Regions from separate parts of the Mus musculus genome. Here region 1 is linked to region 2. A link is a contact called in public HiChIP or PLAC-seq data. All regions are on one chromosome and are shown on one strand. The core of a region is the stretch at or near the end of the contact, and the rest is flanking DNA. Distances in the headings are between cores, read along the strand shown.

What was found. HiChIP or PLAC-seq counts read pairs in DNA pulled down with a chosen protein or histone mark.
Region 1: an H3K4me3 HiChIP or PLAC-seq map of embryonic stem cells shows a contact between it and region 2, with 6 times the contacts expected there. The contact joins the enhancer-like site here to the promoter of Stx18 in region 2. A contact is called at or near these places in 5 of 39 promoter capture datasets (the 3T3-L1 cell line, cranial neural crest, embryonic stem cells and 2 more) and 2 of 115 datasets of contacts at active chromatin or transcription factors (astrocytes and embryonic stem cells).

Annotation. Positions count from the first base shown.
Region 1 is chr5:37,363,974-37,367,800 of GRCm38.p6, forward strand. The region is part of intron 7 of Evc2 (EvC ciliary complex subunit 2); the gene reads left to right. Among named protein-coding and RNA genes, the nearest start is that of Evc2, 27 kb to the left of the region's middle. Within about 2 kb of position 1,963, at least 23 of the 459 cell types and tissues checked have an H3K27ac peak or open chromatin away from gene starts, as enhancers often do. A contact at or near this core is called in astrocytes, where this site is marked.
Region 2 is chr5:38,037,842-38,041,672 of GRCm38.p6, forward strand. Stx18 (syntaxin 18) reads left to right here and starts at 1,389. Exons shown (of 11, transcript NM_026959.3): 1 at 1,389-1,658. The coding sequence starts at 1,491.

The sequences.
Region 1 (3,827 bases), core at 713-3,212, 670 kb before region 2:
TGTGAAATCTAACAGAAGAGTGTGCCAAGTGTTTGTTTACCCAATACAGAAAACAGGGAAGAAACGGCTGTTTGAAAAAGAGGCTAGCCCAGGTGCCCACCTTGGTTTTCGGGGTGGGACTCTTTTTTGTTGGTAAAGACCTGCACTGTGCTGTCTCCATCCTGTCAAACCCTGGATGAAAAGGATGTGAACTAACTCACAGGTCTTCAGAAAAAACTTGGGCTGGGGTGCTGTTTTCCACTTACACGAGGACTTGAAGGTTAGTACCCCTTCTAGGGGTATCGCTAGCAGCTCAGTTGTGATTCCTCTTCGGACAAAAGCTACACTGAGTCTGACTCATGGTACTTTTTAAGCCACTTGTTCTTGACAGTGAGGACTCTGCTCCTTTCTTGTTCAGTAGCTCTGTGAGCAGCCAGGCCTGGAGCTTTGGGTGCACAGGACCGACGTCACCCTGTGGCTCATGGGGCCCAGGGCCCCATGCACTTCTGGATTTTTGGGTAGTGTGCATGGCTTGGGTAATTAGGCTTTGGACAGCTGTTCACAAACCCTTCTTTTGCTCAGTTCTCTGATTGGAATGCCAACGATGGCAATTAAAATTTGCCACCCTGTCTTAGGAAGGCAGACATGGGTGGGCAACTGGGATGCAAAACTCCTGCCAGGAACCAAAAACACCATCTCATATATTGTGATACAAACCCAAGCAATTATCAAAGCATTTCCTAGCTAAAAGTCAGGTGTTCACCTCCTCCTCAGCGTGAAAATGAAGAGTTGGCTGGAACCATCTGACTTGGGTAACTGACAGCTGGGTGTTTAATTTACACAGGCAGGATGCTGCATGCTTCTGCCCCGGTGAAGTAGTCCTCTTTAGCAGGAACATGTCTACTCTCCGGCTTGGCTTCTGATTCAAGATGTGAAGGGTCTCAGAAGCTCAGCCTCCTCCTTCCCCATCACAGGAAACTCTCCGCGGTGTTGCAGCTGGCTTACTTGGATGCCAGAGTATTGGTATTATTAGTTCCTCTGGGACCCTGGAACCTCTTCTTTGTACCTTCTTGGTTGCTGATCTTATTTTGTCAGAAGAGCATTGATCAGCACATTGATCAGCAAGCACGAACTGTGAGCACTCAGTGCAAGAATGAAGTTCATCCCTCCTCCTCTCAGCGCCTCACCCTCCTCCCCCAGCTCGGTCTTTTAAAATGACTTTTTTATTATGGGTGTTCTGCCTGTGAGTATGTCTGAGCAGAATATGTGTGTTTGTGTGTGTGTGTTGTCCACAGAGGCCAGAAGAAGATGTTGGATCTCATGGGACTGGAGTTACAGAAGGGTGGAGCTGCTGTGTGGGAGCTGGGGAACAGACACAAGTCCTCTAGAAGACTAGGCATGACTTTAACCACCGAGCCATCTCTCCACCTCCTCACCACAGTTCAGTCTTAAAATTTATTGATTTAACTGTGTTTCAGCCTCAGTGGTTGGACACTGGTTTGAGTACTTAGTCAGTCAGTCAGTCAGTCAGTCAGTCAGTCAGTCAGTCAGCCTGCCTGCCTGTCTGCCTGTCTGTCTGCCTGCCTACTTGTCTACTTTCCTTTTCCTTCCTCACTCCTTACCTCTCTCCCTCTCCCTCTCTCCCCTTCCCTCTCCCCTCTCCCTCTCTCCCCTTCCCTCCCTACCCCCTCTTTTCCTCTTTCCTTTCCTTCTTCCCTCTCTATCTCCCTTCTCCTCCACTTGTCAGTTACCTTTTATCTTTCTGTGTTGACCTCCACTAAGGTTTTGGAGCTCCCACAAAGGAAATGTCAGGGGCTTAGTTTGCATGGAAATCAGTCTCTCATGGGCTCCTTACTAAAAATAGCCCTTTTCTCTAGTAAGTCATTTATCCTGCCTGCAATTCTCACTGGAGGTTTAGCTGGGATTCTCACCCTGCAGGCAGGCAGGCAAGCAGCTTGATTGTTGCCACATTTCCAAGGCTAGGAGGCACTGTGCCTGTTTCCCCTCTGCTGGCACACTCCTGACAGAGCATGCCCTGGGCTTGCTTGCATGTTCAGCTATGGGTCATTTATTCACAGGCTGCCTCTTACAAAGAAGGTTGGAGAACTGCTTTTATCCTTTGGTCTTTATCAGGTTCCCTGATTGGAGTCACAGTGGAAGTGGGCTTGGTCCCAATGCATGCTGGAACCTGCTATGAGGAAGGAGAAACTGGATAGCTTGGCTGATCACAGAAGGTTCTAGAAACATGATGTGTGTGCGCGCTTCCAGTAATTTAGTGCCATCCAGACTGAAAACCTGGTCACGCCAAACATCTGGCATCGTATGAAATTCTCACTTCTGCTCAATTTTCAGACCAGTGAGCTGCCATTCAGACAGGCTCCAGTGGTTTGCCTGAGGTCGTGTGGGTGGTAATGGGCTCGCACCCAGGCTAGAGTGCTTACAGATTCACTATGCTGCTGAGGAATGGTCTCTTAGAAATCCCGAGTGCAGACGCTGCTAAGACAGAGCATAAGGAGTTCAGAGAGCTGTGTTTCTTTCCCTAACTGAGCTCTGAGCTCTCGCTGCAGCTCCTGTGCTGTCTGGAGGTTGTTTTGTGTGTGGCAGATGTGTAGGGAACATTTGTTGTGCTGGAGTTGTAAATACACATATTGAGTAGTTTTTTTATGTGTTAACCATATGGTTATCATTATTTTTTTTTTACAATGCCCGTCTTTTATTTTTCTTTCAAGCATTCTGCAAAAGCAAGACCTGTGGTTCTAAGATGCTTAGAACACTTTTTAAAAGTAATTAATTGACAGTATTTTAGCAGACCCTGTGTGGTCCTGTTTGGTGCTCAGCATAGTAGTGGGCACTGCCTGGATACGGGGTTTGTCTTTGTACTGCATACATGGGCGGAGTACAAATGTCTTGAAGTGGGGACTCAAGGCTCCTTCCCCTTCTATCCTCTTCTTGGAGACTGGGTTTCATGTAACTCAAGCTAGCCTCAGAATTTGCTATGTGACCAGAAATGAATGTGAACTATTGATCCTCCTGCCTCCACTCCAGTGCAGGGAGTCCAGGAATGCAGTATCACGCCTGGCCCAGGAATGAGAGAAAAACCATTAAGCTGAACGATGGTAGCAGCACATATTGCATGTGGGATGGGGTGTGGGTATCCAAGAGTCAGACAGAGTAGGTCAAAGTATCGGCTGCATGGCACAGTGGATTGGGGAGTCAAACAGAACTAGGGAAACTTCCTCTGCAGTGGTAGCATATCCATCCTGTGTACCCAAACTACTTCTCTTCATAGCATCCCTTGCAGCTAGAAGTGACTATACATGCAGGAGGGGAGGGACAGGGACAGAAGACAGACAGACAGACAGACAGACAGACAGACAGAGGCACAGAGTCAGACAGAGAGACAGAGAGACAGAGAGAGACAGAGAGAGACAGACAGACACAGAGAAATATTGTATCATTGCATTCTGTCTTATCTTCTTAAGCAGGAAGTTCTTTGAAGGCGAATGTTTTCTGCTCTGCTCATGGATTACCCCTCCCCCTCTCCTCCTACCCCGATGCTTCGGGATGAATGTAGTCTGTGAGTGATTATTTCTTCTTACAGAGTAGCTTGGTGCCTGGAAAGGGAGCACAGGCTGAGCTCTCTGCATGGAAATACTTGGTGAAAGATGGTCCAGGAGAAAAGATGCTGAGAGCGCACCCTGTGGCTTGGACTGTATTTGGAGTCGTGACAAGCTGCTGGCTCGCTGGCTCAGCATTGATTTTTCTGGTGTTTTCCTCATACTGTGTGACTGCCACTTACTAGAGATTCTCAGGGGATTCTTTCCCCATTCTCTGCTGCCTGCCCACCA
Region 2 (3,831 bases), core at 139-2,638:
AAATTGATATTGAACTAAAACTAAACCATGGGGGTCACACTCCTGGACAAGAAACTACAGGCAACTATGGCTGCTGAGAGAGGGAAGTTAGCCTATCCCATGGAAGAACCCTCTAATTGGTTGTCCAATACAACGTGATTATCCCTGAAGCCATAGACACATACACAATAACAACAGTTTCAGCAGATTGTGCTGGCATATCCATGGATACTTACACATATATGCAACAATAATAATTAAAGAAGAAGAAGCTATCAACTTGAGATTGAGTTGGGAGACATGGAAGAAATTGGAGGGAGAGGACTTGAGGAGGCTGGAGGGAGAAAAGGGAAGGAGAGAAAGTGGCATAATTGTATTTTTAATGAAAGGTGCACACAAAAATAAAATGAACCATGAACCAAGTGCTCAGAAAAATTTTACTAGCTGACTTTAGTCAAATTACGTAACTCTGTTCTCCATTTCATTCTTTCTCTTTGATAACTATGATTCAAGAGAGCGCTTTTCAAAAGTGCTTATTGAGGAGGAACCTAACATGATATCATGAAGTTCAGAATGCTTCACTTTCGTCTGGCTCTGATAAGTTCCTGCTCTCCACATCCCCGCTCAGGGATCTCTGCTCTAAGCCTCTTCTACATTATAAGTAAGAAGACTGAGGGCATGGTGGCGCGTGCCTTTAATCCCAGCACTTGGGAGGCAGGGGAAGGCGGATTTCTGAGTTTGAGGCCAGCCTGGTATACTGAGTGAGCTCCAGGACAGTCAAGGCTACACAGAGAAACCCTGTCTCGAAAAACAAAACAAAACAAAACAAAACAAAACAAAACGACTGAGGACAACCATATTATCAACAACGGCAACATCTACTAGCTGTATACTAAGAGTTAAACAGCACGAGGACGTTTTATACACACATTCTGTTTAATTCTCTGTGCATTCCAAGAAAGGCGCTGGCTTCACTTTACCGAACTGGCTGAAGGTTGAAGAAAAAAGGTCTCTGGCCCCTACCTCTGTACACGTACCCTTTCCTAGCTCCTGCAACTCAGATGGTCATAGTTCATTGTTACTCAAGGCGATCCCTTGATGACAAAAGTCAAAAGTGTGATACTCCCCACCTGTCAACCAAACCGCCCGCCCGTCTCCTAAAGAATCATAAGGGGAGCGATCTTTCTAGCTTCCCGATGCTTTCGTTCCTGAAGTCCAGACTGGGAAATCTCCGAGCGTCTGATCCCGCTGAGTTTTGCAGAGAGGAGAAAGGGGTGCCGATGCACTGCGGGTAGCTGTCTGGAACGGAGAATTCCGGCTCTGGGTTAAAGCCGGAACCTTTCTCCACTCTCCGCGTTACACGGGCGGAGTGCGGAACCTTTCTTCTATGCTCACAGTTCCCAGGCGGAGGAGTGCGAAATCGGAACGTCCCTCAGCAACCGAGTTCTTGCCGGGGTCGCTAGCTGCTGACGTGTGCCTGGCCGGCTTCAGGCCCTGGGTTGCGGGTCGCTATGGCGGTGGACATCACACTGCTCTTCCGGGCTAGCGTCAAGACAGTGAAGACGCGGAATAAGGCTCTGGGAGTGGCCGTGGGTGGCGGGGCCGATGGCAGCCGGGACGAGCTGTTCCGCAGAAGCCCTCGGCCCAAGGGAGACTTCTCCAGCCGGGCCCGTGAAGTGGTAAGCTGGTTGCTATGGGAACGGCGGGCGGGAGCTAGGGGCGCATACGCTCCGCGGCCCCTGGACCCCAAACTGGGCCTATCTCTTTAGCTCTCGGTGAAGACAGGGAGTCTCTAGCAAGACAGAGAGTCTGTCTCACCGACCTAACAGCTGGCTCAGGGTGGCGACAGGTTTATTCTCACGAAGGGACGCATATCTGGGCACTGAAGGAAGTAAGTTAGAGGTGCTTGGATATCCTTGAAATCAGGTTATAACCTTCTGAGGCAGTGAGTTCGCCAAGAGTTCCCACAGTCTGACACTTCCTGTCGCAAAGCTCACCACTATCTCCCCTCGCCCTTCCACGAATCTGTTTGGACCTCCTCTTGCTCGTAGGGTTTAATAAAATCCACGCTCAGCTGAACGCTCCTTGATCCTTGCCTCCAGGCATAGGTAGGACTCAGTACCTCCTGAGATTGGTTTAGGACATCACCAGTGTAGGGTAAAAGCTTTTCCCTTCAGAGCGGCAACACTTAAGCAACACTAGTGTTGTAACTGTCCTCTAAACTGCTTCCTGTTCTCTGGACACAACCGGCTTCTGTGTCCCCAACATAGAAATCTTTTCCATAAGGGTAGGAACATGTTGACAGTATTTCTGTATGTGCTACTGACAATATTGCTTAGTAAGTATTCTTTGAATGAATGAATGGTTGAACGAATGAACAATTATTGATTCCACTAAACAGGAAAAAAAAAGATTGTTTGCATTATATCCCTTTGTGTCTATGACACTAGGGTAAATGTTATTTTTGGAGTACCAGGGGGTCATATACAGTCTGCCTGTCTTTTTAAAGACACACACACACACACACACACAATGGCCCAAAGCATTGAAAGGTACAAATCTGGGGGATCTAAACTTTAAGTTTCATTGGTTTTCCAGTAAACTCACCTCTGCTTGGCACATAATCCATTGCTTGATATTTCTCTTTTTGAGGCAGGGTCTTTCCATGTAGACAAGGCTGGCCTTGATCTTACAGAAAGGTGACTGCTTCTGTCTCCCAAGTGCTGAGATTGAAGGCATGGGCCCTCAGACTAGATAATACTCAAATATTACACACACACACACACACACATATATATATGCACAAGTCAATGAATGGCTGTTTACAGATAATGTTGAAGCACAGGAGGTTGTATGAACCAGATAAATGCCCCTCCCTCCAACAGTAAACATCTACCTAGTACTTACTTTCTGACCAGCACTGTTTTAGAGTAATAGGGTTCCACTGTTGAGTTATAGTTACAGTGGTGGAGGAGATGCAAATATAAACAAACGCCCTGCCGTGAGCCGTGCTGGTGTTCTGTAGGGCACAAGGGAAACAGTGGTTAATCCCACCTGGGAGAAAGGCTTCATGGGACAATGATGTCAGAAACCCATTCTAAAAGAACAGTAGTTGGTTTCATTGCCAAGAAGGCTAGGAAGGGCATCACGTGCTGGCCGTGCTCCTGGGTGGCCACACAGTCAGGAGGACATGGACAGTGCAGTTAGACTTGATGGACTTTTAAAAAATGGGTGTGTGGTGGGGAGATGGGGACATGAAGGTAGGGGGGTATAGAGGTGAGAGTGGATTTGAAAGGAGTTAGAGGGGGACTGGATAAATATGATCCGAACACATATGCAATTCCCAATGAATTAAGAAAATATCTTTTTTGAAAAGAGACCAACATGCACAAAGGCATGAGATAGTAGCTTAAGTTGGGCTTGATTAAAATAAGAATGTGGGACACTCAGAAAAATAATGAGTGTTATGGTAGCCAGCGGGAAATCTAGAAGATCTTTGCAGATCACTCTGCAGCGTTTGAACCTTGCCTTCTAGACCAGTGGTTCTCAATTTTCCTAATGCTGTGGCCCTTTAATACAGTTCCTCATGCTGTGGTGACACACCCCCCCCCATCAATCATTATTTTCATTGAGACTGCATAAGTATAATTTTGCTACTGTTATGAATTATAATGTAAATATCTGATATTCGGGTTATCTGTGACCCATGTGAAAGGGTCATTTAACCTCCCCTCAAAGGGGTCACAATACACAGGTTGAGAACCACTGCTGTAGAAAGTCCAGTATTATGTAGACAGCGAAGAAGATCCAGGAGACCACAGTGTTGTCTTAACCATTTTAGCTATTAGCCAG